2 separate regions of the Bombyx mori genome follow, and region 2 is linked to region 1. A link is a contact called in public Hi-C data. All regions are on one chromosome and are shown on one strand. Each heading gives the region's core, a stretch centred on a gene start, on an enhancer-like site or on the middle of the called end of the contact. The rest is flanking DNA. Distances are from core to core; before and after follow the strand shown. Region 1 overlaps LOC101745243. Region 2 holds the start of LOC101745243.

What was found. A called contact is a pair of places that touch in the nucleus more often than the background predicts.
Region 2: a Hi-C map of whole pupa shows a contact between it and region 1, with 2.4 times the contacts expected there. The contact joins the promoter of LOC101745243 here to the enhancer-like site in region 1. A contact is called at or near these places in 3 of 7 Hi-C or Micro-C datasets (all in whole pupa).

Annotation. Positions count from the first base shown.
Region 1 is chr15:505,886-512,318 of ASM3026992v2, forward strand. The region is part of intron 2 of LOC101745243; the gene reads right to left. Among protein-coding and RNA genes, the nearest start is that of LOC101745243, 34 kb to the right of the region's middle. Within about 2 kb of position 3,281, at least 3 of the 8 cell types and tissues checked have open chromatin away from gene starts, as enhancers often do.
Region 2 is chr15:541,732-547,924 of ASM3026992v2, forward strand. It overlaps LOC101745243, which reads right to left and starts at 1,579. Exons shown (of 13, transcript XM_038015819.2): 1 at 1,238-1,579. It overlaps LOC101740103 (pseudouridylate synthase TRUB2, mitochondrial), which reads left to right and starts at 3,029. Exons shown (of 5, transcript XM_004928652.5): 1 at 3,029-3,501; 2 at 3,706-3,897; 3 at 4,230-4,446; 4 at 4,790-4,926; 5 at 5,339-5,949. The coding sequence starts at 3,378. The coding sequence ends at 5,589. It overlaps LOC101739971 (PAXIP1-associated glutamate-rich protein 1), which reads right to left. Exons shown (of 1, transcript XM_004928651.5): 1 at 5,940-6,193. The coding sequence ends at 6,113.

The sequences.
Region 1 (6,433 bases), core at 2,031-4,530:
TTTGACTAATAGCGGTATAAACAAACACCGCACGATGCTGCCAGTGAAATGGAAATATTAATGGGCAATTTATTTTATAACTTCACTATTTATGTAGGTACTTTTGCAAATAGTTTGCGATTTAAGAAGTAAAATATTAAAAACAAAACGCCAATCGACGTCTACATTTAAATTCAACCTGAATCAGGCTTACGAAATTTTGGACATCTTATTTTGACAAAAAAATGGTGTGAGTGCAACTTGGTGCACGTGAAAGAAGTGAATCTTCTTTTGTGGTGTGTAGTATTGTAATTTTCTGCATTTTTAATCCTTAAATCAAATTTCTTTTGAAATAAGGAATGCTGTGGTCGGAAGGTCGAGTGGTTCGCGAGTTGCTCTGTATATTTTCTCACTCTCGCTCTTCCTAAATTGTATCTTTTCTCTCTAGCCGTAACGAATCTGTCGCAAGTTATTAAATTTTACTCTGAACGTATCTAAAGAAGTTTCACTTCAATAAAGGACTTCTCTCATTTTCCCAAACAATTCAGTCCGCGTTCTCTCCTGTGCATGATCGCTTTTATTCACGGACATCGACGAAAGCAATCGGCTGTTTATAGTACCTACACCGCTGACTACTCTACATTAAAACGACCTCATTTTGGAGTTCAACTTTTTATTTAAAGTACTAAACGTTACGCAGGTAAATACGGAAAAGTCAACGGGTGTAGCAAACTCCAGATAACTTATAAAACAAGTGGAAACGAAGTTAAGCACTCTATTCTTGGACAGTTTTCTCGGTAATGGTCAGAGTGAAATGTGGTATTTAGCTACGTTTTCACGCGTGGTCGACCACGGTTTAGAGTTGTGCTGTAAGGTGTATAACTGGTAATTACCGGTATGTTTCGTGACATGAATATCATATTAATGAAATTTGAGAAAATATTTTCTTCAGTTCCAGTAGGAACAATAAATTTCTTATTTCAGTTAATTTCTTTGTTGGTTAAATGAAAAAGAGCAGATTGACAATGCTATAGATGGTTATATTATTACAGTCCAACTTACAAACGTGGTTCCTATTCAGAAGTCGCACGTTCTAGGCAAGACATGTACAGTATCGGGCAATAATGAATATTACCTTTAGTCACCCAATTTTCGTTTCAAGTAATGTCTTATAATTGCTCAAACAGAAACTGGAATGAAGGTGGCGACAAACGAATCGACAGATCGATTTAGTAGACACATTTACAAGATCAATGATCTATAAAAAGAAAAGTACTTTCCTTGTTGTAAAATAACGTCAGGCCATTGTCGTCCTCGCGTTCTGAACTCCATGATCTCATTAAACAAAAAGTCAGTGACGTTTGCCGAAATTACTGCGTTAGGTAAGGTAAATATTTTCCGTGTTATCCGTATTCCCAAAACCTAGGAATTAGTTTCGCATGTACAAGATTGCGAACTGATGAATACATGGCATCAAGAGGGTTACGTGTCTAGTCCTGGATACATCCGAAACCGGAAACTGTCGACAACGAGGAGTCAAACGTGGACGTCCTGGTACAGACGTTTGTTTATACAGAAAAAAGGACAAGTAAGAAATGGAAATCGTATGCCGTAACCATATCACCACGGGCCGCTGACCACGCTCCGATTACGCCAAGGAAAGTGAAGAGAAAATTAATTACCAAGTTATTATTTATTTACTCGTGGTGCTCGGAGGAGTCTATGGAGTACGAGGTAAATGAAGACTACCTGGCAATTATCCCGTAAAATTAAACCGGCAAAATTTATAAATCGCCTAATTGGTGACGAGCTTGGTATCCGTCGTCTTGTTTTGAGCAATACAACATGTACTACTCCAACGCAATTGAAAACGAAGGCTGAAGACATTCAGGTTGTAGTTGTATGCGATACAAAAATTTACATTTTTTTATTGCTTAGATGGGTTGACAAGCTCACAGCCCACCTGGTGTTAAGTGGTTACTGGAGCCCATAGACATCTACAACGTAAATGCGCCACCCACCTTGAGATATAAGTTCTAAGGTCTCAGTATAGTTACAACGGCTGCCCCACCCTTCAGACCGAAACGCATTACTGCTTTACGGCAGAAATAGGCGGACACCTAACCTACCCGTACGGACTCACAAGAGGTCCTACCAACAGTAATTATATACGCAAATTATTATTTTTGCGGGTTTGATTTTTATTACACGATGTTATTCCTTCACCGTGGAAATCAATCGTGAACATTCGTTAAGTACGTATTTCATTAGAAAAATTGGTACCCGCCTGCGGGATTCGAAAACCGTTGCATCGCTAGATACGAATGCACCGGACGTCTTATCCTTTAGGCCACGACGACTTCACATTTACTTTATACAGTTCACGCGAGCATCGCGCGAGTGCAAAACCGGGATTTAAAAGTATGATCGCGCACATAGCGCCAGTGAAAGTAAATCGTTGAGTGCGTTGCAACGGTGCACCGAGATGGATCTTGATGCAATTACCGCTGGTAATGAAACGACGTCGCGCGAAAGCACGCCCCTTTCACACGGGAAACGATTACTTACTGCGACTATCGTACAGAGTACCAAAATGGAATCTTACTATCAAAATTTAAGGTAATAACTATTTTTAGCACAAACTCAAGATCCGGGGCAGTCCATCATTGGAATCACCGAAACCACATTCAAATTGGCTTCCAAAATGTTGGTAGGTCTGGTCAGAGACTCGTATTTTAAAGCAGTGGGGTCTCCCGCGAAGCATCATCATCTTTCTTTCCTGTTACCCTCTGCTGGGGTGTAGGGCTCGAATCAAATCCTTCCATTTACATCGGTCTTAAGCAGTCTGTTCCAGCTCCTCCCACGTCATGCCCAAGAGACCTAGCTCCTGCTCCACCGAGCGACGCCAAGTTGTTCTGGGGCGCCCTCTCTTCCTTCTGCCAGACACTTTCCAGATCAGTGCTCTCTTTGATAGGTGGGTGGATATGTGACCAATCCAATGCCACTTCCGCGTAAGGATCTCCTTCTCCATTGGTGTCTGCTTGGTGACGCATGGTGAAGCATGGAGCACGTATATTACTTTTTATAATACGTTACACTACTTAACTCTGTGTAAAAAATATTAACGCGATTATAACTTTTAGTTTTCAGCTAGCCTCCATTTTAGGGCACGATCAACAATACATCAGTAAAATCAAAATATAAAATAGCGTTGAAAATTTTAATGTTACAATGTAACAATGTTATACCAATTTTAGACGTTATCAGAATAGCACGACATACAGAAACTGCAACATACGATGATACGCCTACATTTTGTAAATTAAATTTAAACGAAGCTTATCATATCTACCTACCTACGGATTCAATATGGATGTTGATTCATTTTCATTTTTATCAATACATTTTTATTTTTTTTAATTGAAAAACCTATATCGTTCCATTCATAAATGACTGAATTAGAAAAACATTTTAAATTCGATGGTGGAATAATTGAAAAATAACAAAAACAATGCATATGACATCATCGCCGTCATTATGCGGGTGTGTCCGTGGCATCCACTCTTCATTATTTCCTCCGTTATTGAAAATTTACTACGTTATTTTCTTTTTTCTTTTTGTTGATAGCAGATCTTACGAAATACTTTAACTTATTTCGCTATTGACAAAGTAAATATTACATAAAAAGATTCCAATTAATCGTGCATTTGTTTATTGTGAATGAAATATTGAAACGTCTTCATCATTATGAAATGTCATCTACTCGTACCACAACGGCAAGCATTAACGAAAACAGCATCAGTCTGGGCGGCCTCGTGTGCCCTTGGACAACTATATTTAAAGTAAAACTAAAACCATTTATTAATCGTCTGATCCATTTTACATAAAGAACAAAAGAGGTGTGTGAAATAACATAAATAGTGGCGCTAGACAGCCGCGGCTCCGCCGGCGCCGTAAACAAATATGAACATGAATAGATTGCATGAACCGTCCATACAACATCCAGACATTTAAAATCACTTCCAGAATTTTTAAATTGACGTGGGTGGACAGATGATTCTAACATTACTTTCGCTGTGACGTTGTGGCTTGAGATCGAAATCTCGATCAGGTTTTTTAAAATAACGACCATCCTATTCCTCAAGATAGAACACAAACGATTGCGGTCCCTAGTGATTTCTTATGTTCTTTTAGGTTTTCAGGCACAACAGAGAAACCAGCTTTTTTTTCTATTTAAGAGACTGGTCAAATGTTTTACTTTCCCTTCTCCTCTAATGTCCGTTCTATAAACACCGCTCACATGGGTCTAGTTATTTTGTGGCTGTACGAGAAGTGGATATTAAAATAAATCTTTAGTGAGTCGTCATGCCCTCTCTCCTCTTATTTTTAAACCAATAAGGTAAAAACTATTGATATCAAAGCACAAAAAAAATATTCAAAAAATCAATCACCGATATTCAACAGTTTTGTTCTCTAAATATGTTTTGATATAGTTTTTGAAATATTTTCATATTTATTGATCATTCCCGTGATGGTTCTTTTAAAGTTTTCAGTGATTTCGCTCAATTGTTTAACATTCAACGGAGACGATAGCGTATGCACGTGACAAATTCCACATAAGAATTACAAAAGCACACAAACTATTTGCAGAAGAAAATTTATACATCATTAGCACGACTCAAGTTTGTTTGAAAGGTGAAAATTATTTAATATTTCGCACGGTAAATGTTGCCTCTTAGTGCAATTTTTTAACGTTCTCGATAACGTAAAAGTTAACTCAAATATGTATGCAGTTGGAACAGCGCCCCTAGCGGCAAATGTTGCAAATCCATACAAATTATGTTATATACTTTACATACGTTAAAAAAATTCTCATTAAGCACACTGATGTCGCGATTGGAAACTCGCCCGTGGCGCCCGAGCGCAATGCCAAGATCACAGTCAAGGAGCTGCCATCGTTGCCAACTCTTTCCAATAAGGGGCTGCAACAGCTGCCAAATCTTTTCAGGGCACATTTGAAGAAGGACAAGTAACGGTGCTCTTGGGAAACAGAGTTCTTCCCAGATTTATTAGCATTATAGACGCCCTACCAATTTCTGCCACAAAGCATTCGTAAATTTCAATTTTAAGGATGGTCTTTATTTCAATGTTAATACGAATTCAATTCTTTCAACTTAAATCTGTTAATCTAAAGCACATTCAAATATTTCACGAAATTACTCATTTAACCAATTGATATTCAACTGGGAGTACTCGTATGCGTCACTATATCCGGATCACGTCTAATTATCACATCACATTGTATTTATTAGGTAGCATCCTGTCATTTTCCACCTCATCGCAATTTAATCAAAGTTTCGTCAAGTTTAGCCGTAATCTGCCTCATCCGTTCCGTGCCCTGGTCTCCAAGGCTGGTATATCCATTAATCCAGTCAATTGTATAGCGGAGACAGTATGGAGCCGGCTGATGGCCGGACGACTGCGCATTCCACTCGTCCCCTCGGTAACTAGTCATTTCCACTGCGTCCGCTCCATTGCAACTTGTGCCAGTTCGTTTTAACCTAGTTTGGTTATTAATTGACTTATCGCATTTTCGTGTGAACTATTAAGAAGAAATGTTTAGGCAGTTTTACACTGGATAGCCTACAAACAGACACAGCAACCGTGTTACCTAAAATTTATCAAAAAGGTGGGTATATTGTAATCATGTTTCCAATCGATAATCCTATAACAACTTTGACTATATAAACAAGGCAGAGTGGTAGTACGTACACGGGTGGGTATACCCTTTGATATTGGAAAGTATTTATTCTATAAAAATTTCATCCTTCCCCCCCTTTCACGACCTAAATTTCATCCATAGTTTATCTCTATGATATACAAAAATAGAGTCTCTAAATATCAGATCACAAGGCTCGCTGGTTTAGACTGTGGATTCTTTGTTCGTTTTTCAGTTAATGTACTGATTGCTTTATAGATTACACTTTACAAATACGTTACAATCGCCGCATTAAAGACGAGCCAGGTTAGTACTTGTATTAACATCCAGGAGCCGCTCACACATTTGTAAGTGTCAATTGTTCATTTTGAGTTACCGGAGCTACTTATTTTGCTATTATTATTACCTATTCAATGACGTTCTACTCGATATCGATTTATACCGTCAATGAGCGGTTTCTAATAAGACCCAAATCGTTTATTTGATAAATTTCAAATAACTGAAATGTATTGTTTAATAATTAATCCTAACTTCAGTACACTGTATAAGTAAGTAAATTTACGACGAAGTTTATCAGGACCGTGGCAACTTCCGTTCAATTAACCTGAATGTGATAAGCCTTTAATCCACGAAAGCGTTTAACGAGTGCTCATCATTTAAATCAAACAGTATACTACCGGTGAGGCTAAAAGAATGGCGCCTCGTGTGTAGTATCGTCGCTCGATACTAGCACAC
Region 2 (6,193 bases), core at 329-2,828, 34 kb after region 1:
AGAATCTTGCACCTTACGTTTCTTTTACACATATCAAGGATCCAATAATTTTATTCATTATTGTCTTATTAACAAATACCATCAGAAAGAAGAAATATTTTTGTGACTACTTCATCAGAATTTATTTCAAATTGATACATTAATATTTCAGAGATATATCTTATGTGTGATGATTATACGTGGCAATATCTTACAATCCCTTGTCAATTCTCTTCATGTTCTCTTTCATACCAAAAAAGTCATAAACTGCAAATAAATGTCCACCAATAACAAAAAGGATAAATGCTTCTTGATGCTTGGCAACTACCCATTCATCACACTAAAATTTTTGTGAACAAGTTGACAATATTATTTGATTTTAGACTATATACAAAACATGTTTATGATCATTTAAATGAAACATCACTCACTTTGTAACTTTGTTAGGGTTTTGAGAAATGTTTTCACTGCAATTAATCCAATACATTATAATATATTGTGTGCATATTTAATGCGAAAATCCAAAAATATATTTTCACATTAAATGTGCCCTTAATGAGAAAATTGTTAAGAGAAATTTTTTAGATAGTTAATAGTAATTTATGTACTGTTTTATTCCTCAATTAAAAGATATTAGGTGTTTAGGAATCAGAGATTTAATGAAGTTCAATGATTTAAGCTAATATTTGTTTTATTTACAATTATAAGAATACATAAAGTATGCCAAATTCAAAAATAATTACTATGAGATTTCTATTGATATACCAGTTTACTTCTTGTGCCGTGAAATTAATGTGTGTTTATATATTAATAACCCCAATAAGTGCTTAGTAATATATATATTGCTGATATTGCACAATTGGTGTGGAGTGATAAAGCATGAATATTTACAACATACATTATTTAACAGGTGATAATTATAATTGTTGCTAGATTTTAAAAAAAATGTAGTACATGGTCCCTTAATTATTTGTTTTGTTCAATTTCTTTTTTAAATTTAGAAAATTGAATAAATTATAAATTTACTTTTTTTTTCGTAATAGATGTAGTAAGTAAATCAAAAGTTAATGAGGCGCGTGTCTTGCTATAAGTCGTATGTATGTAAGCTGTGTTTGGAAGTAAACATTAGGGTCAGGCGAAATAAAACTGAAAAAATGGAAACCATGTTCAATACTCATAAAACGTCTAAAGAAAATTTCTGACGAAACTGAATTACAAAATCAACAAGTAATAAAAATAATCCAATCATTCAACTTACAGTTCAATGGTTTCATACGAAACTAGAGTCCGACGAATTCACGAACACCTACACATTAAACTGTTACACTATTCATAAAACCACAACGTATTAAATTTTTTAACTCTTACTGTATATAATAAAACACGGGAAGAATTAATTCCTGTTGGAACACAATAATGGAACACGTATGCCGTCGAGTGATATCAACGGTGGCGAGACTTTCAATCGGCCATTGCTCGCCGCTCCCGTCTAGGTAGTTAAAAGACAACTGACATGTTGAGTAAATCGTGACGACGTGACAATGACAATTGACATTTATGATCACAGATTATTTGAAGAAACAATACATAGAACAAGGTATGTCAGCTGTTCTTTAGTGCTAGTACTTATACCATCTGCCTTAGTATTTAATAAAATAAGAGTAAAATTAATACAAAAAAAATTGTCTCCCGAAGTTTAAGATACACATTTACAAATACTCCAAAATTATGTATTCAAAATTTTTATTGTAGTCATGTACAAAAGTTAGCAATGCCTACCTCCGAGTCATCATCATCGTCATAATGAATACCTCCGAGTATTCTTGTGAAACCACGTTTGAACAAAAAAATGAAAAAGTTTAGTTTTGAACGCCTTAGGATTTTTGAAGTGAAACTTCCTTATCGGCGTTGGAAAAAAATTTACCGTCACATTTTTCGGTTACGCGTCACTTTTTTCCGTTACGCGCCATCTGTTTTGTATTCATGTCTATGATAATAAAATCCTTTTGTTTAAACTTTATCTAATTTAACTTTTTTGTATTCATGTCTATGATAATAAAATCCTTTTGTTTAAACTTTATCTAATTTAACTTTATTTAACCAATTTCTAGAAAGTTGCATGTAGATCATTTTTCGAAAAATAAGGCCATAAACAAGTTTCACTTCTTACGTGTGTACACTAGTACACGCACACATTTTTTTGTTTAGTGCTGGCATTGTCAGTATTCCACCAAAATCACTTGGTTTCCGGCTATCAACAGCTCCCTCTGGCATGAACGTTACAATAACAGCTTAAATAGAAAAAAAATCGTCAAACATACAACTAATTAGGCAATCTCTATTTTCAGACGAATCATAAAAAAACTCCATAATAGAATAAAATTAAAACAAAAAAGTATTTGCGTGAATGGTGATCGCGCACCGAGTGACAGCTTTTTTATGACTCCCAGAAGGTGATCCGACAATATACTAACACCGGTCACTCACATGCTCACGAATACGCAAACCCGCAAGTGTGGGACGACATTTGCGAATGATTATGCAAAGTTTTCGCTGCATTCGTGGTTTTCCAAGCTGTGTCGGTTTTTTAACAGACATCAAAGCGCGCGAACCTCGAACCTTCGCGTAGTCTCCCACACATTCGCTTGCCCAGTTGCGCCGACGATTGCGAAGGTAACGGACGTATACTATACGCCATTTTCATAGTTCGGGACGTCTACTGTGTAGCGTATCTTCATCAAAAGAAATCCCATAAAAACAGCATGGCTGTTAATGATGTCTGGGAAAGAATTAAAAACTCTTTTTCTCTTCAATGTTCTATTGACGAATTAAAAAGGAGGAGAAATTCGTGAGACATTCGTAAACAAGTGTAGAAGGAAGCGCAAACGGGTTCGCAAATTGAGTATGCGAACCCATTTGCACAGCCGCGCCGCTAGGTTTGCGAATAAATGTTTGACGGCCCTTCACATGCGCGCAAATATTCGTACATTGTACGAATGTCAGTGGCCGGCATAAAGGTCGCGGGAATCCAGTGGATGTTATCTGTAATGGACCCCTGTGTCCAGAAACCGACGTTTGTTGGTCTCATGATAAAGAAGATATTGCTAATAAATAGTAATGCAGTGTAATTTAAAAAATGATGTATATTTAACAGAACGTGTATTCAACAGTCTTCTGACAATATTTAAATTATTAAGTCATAATGGAACGTTTTAACAACATGAAGTTCTCGAAATGCTCCCATAATTATTTAATTTTCAAATCGAGAAAGCTGTGTGTGCTACTCTCCCTTTACCAGTTCAATTGAAAAAATCAAACCGAAAACGAAGATGTTTTGAAAAATTTGAAGTTTGATTATTTTGTTCAACTGAGAACTTTGTTGGGAACTGGCATGATAAATGGCGAAATTATGTACTGGAGCATTGGCGTATAAAGCTTTAAATGGCTTGGTTTGTGTTTACAAACCACCATGTGTCACCATTAAACAAGTGCAGCATACAATTATAACTCATTTATGTAGAGGTTAGTTTTCTAACTAATGTTAAATCTCACGTATATAACTAAACAATATTATACACCTCACCTAGATTTACTTTAATCGTAAACGAATATAAAATTTAAAGATTTTGAATTCTCGATGTCAAAGATATTAGTTGACGAGAGACGATCTGACCATAAAAATGACCAAAGCCCATCCAAGTTGAAGCAAAACTATTTTTTTTCCAGACTTGAATGCATTACCAAATGGTCCTCAAGAGAAAAGAGTGGAGATTATAGGGGCCACAAACGAACCGATGAGTGTGTGTTTGGTGCCTAACTATGCAGACAACCCTCTAGCCTGTGGTCCTAGGTTCATAAACGAAGACTTTCGCTGCAGCTGGGCTACTCATTTAGGGTTCTTCAGCAGTGGAGTTCTGTGTAAGTTAACATTTATGTGAAGAAACCTACCTCGAATACAATGTTACTTTTTTAAACTTATAACACACTAAAAATTTGAGGTTCTTTTCAAATGGTGTCCAACCAGGAAATTTGTTCACTTGTCTGAGATCAATGACAACATAATAACTTAATTAGCTTGGTTTATTGAGATCAGGCTACCAACAAAACATATATAAATATAAATTAGATATATATATGTATTAATTTAACTTCTTTTGGTTTGTTAGTGAAAATTTTTTTAGAGAAGAAAATATTTCACTATCACTATATAATTTCACTAAGTGTGACAATTGTTATTTTTTTGCTTTTAGTGTTAGGCATTAATGAAGGTACAAAACTGACCTATCTGTTGAACACAGCAAGACTCCCAAGAGCATACAAACTTCATGGGCAACTTGGTAAAGCTACTGACACATATTTTTGGAATGGCAAGACTGTTGAACGTTCTATGCACAAACACGTTAGTCGAGAGAAGATAGACAGAGTAGTTGCCCATATGCAGGCAGCACACCAAAAAGCTATGTATGAGTAAGTATACATAAATTAGATGTGTAAAATCTTCAGGATAGATTCTTCAGCATAAATTACAAGTACAAATTTAACCGTCACTATTTACAACTTGACTAATGATCTAGTCCAGCCATTCCATTCTGTTTTTATTATAAGCATGAGTAAGCAGATTAGCAGTAGCCACTGATACACTAGATGCTTGATCATTATATATGAAAGTGAAAGCCTGAATATACCTACACCACATTATCAAAGTACATAAAAATGAAATTAAAAAATAAAACAAGCAGATAAAAAGTGTAATTTTCATTTGCATATACTGACAACACTAAGTTTGTCCATAATTTCTTTTACCTTTCAGGTTATCGGGTGTACACATGGATTCTCAGACAATGTATGATCTAGCAGTAGAAGGACCAATCAGACCGGCTAACTCCAAAATTCCAGTTCTCTATGGCATCAAATGTGTCCATTTTGATTCACCTAATTTTACTTTAGGTTGTATTACAATTAACTTTTAAATCATACCACATTGTTTATATTTTACTGCTTCACAAGGAGAAAAAAGCTCACATGATGTTAAATGGTTACCTGGGCCCATAGATAGCTCAATATAAATACCACTACCCACCTCAACATTTCTCAAATGATTTGCAAAATGACCTTCCCACTCTTTAAGATGGAATTGCATTACTCCTTCACATCTAAAATAAAGAGAGTGCAATAATACCTAGCCATATGAACTCACTATACACTGCACTACTGTCTGGAAGGATCATATTTTTGTTCTGGTTGTCTAAGAGCACAAAGGAGATCTTTAACTCTTTATGTTTCAAATATTGAAATACAATAAGCCTTATTTGTTAGACAGAAAGGGCAGATACTAATCCAAAAATATAACAATTTTTAGAGATACATGCTGTCAATGAATATGAAAAATACCTGTGGACTCTAGTTCATGACCTTGGAGTACAACTAAAGACATCTGCTCACTGTACCGGAGTACAATGCATAAGGCAAGGAAAATTCGATCTTGAATATGCATTATTGAGGAAGCATTGGAAATTAGAATATATTGTTGATAATATGAACAGATGTCGAAAGGTCCTAGAGGAGAATGAAAACCTAATGAGACCTATTTCAGCAGTGTTGAGCATTTAGATGGTCCTTAATGAAGGAAAGGTATTTGGTAATTATAGTTTGGCTGTGTCCATTGTGTCAATAATTTTTTTAAGGACAGTCCACTCTAACTTGAGCATTAACCAAAGCATGGACATTACAACTGATATGCCACAAACTATCTTAAGACATGAAGTTAAAGTGTTAATTTAAATGAACAATGTATATAATTGATTACATTTACATAAAACAAAATCAAAAAGCATTTTACCACATTGAGAGCTGTAGTTCTTGAATCATGCAAGATTATTACTTCTTTGTAGAATTAATTCACAAACTAATCAGAGACCTAAGTAGGTAAACCACTGTACATTTGTAAATAAATTTCTAAGTTAATGAAAAGGTTTTTATTAAATAAATATACCTTAAAAATAACAAATGAACACAGAATCGTAAATGCTGGTGGTTTCCAATTTTTTTAACCAAATTTAAACAACTTTTTATTATTAAACAACTACTAAATAATAAGATAGTCCTGCAACTAAGTAGTAATTTTTTGTGTATCTTAGTTACTTGAAGTAGTTGAGGGTGATGTTTTCGCTTGTTTTTCCATCTGCTCTATTCTTTTATGCCTTATCATATTCGA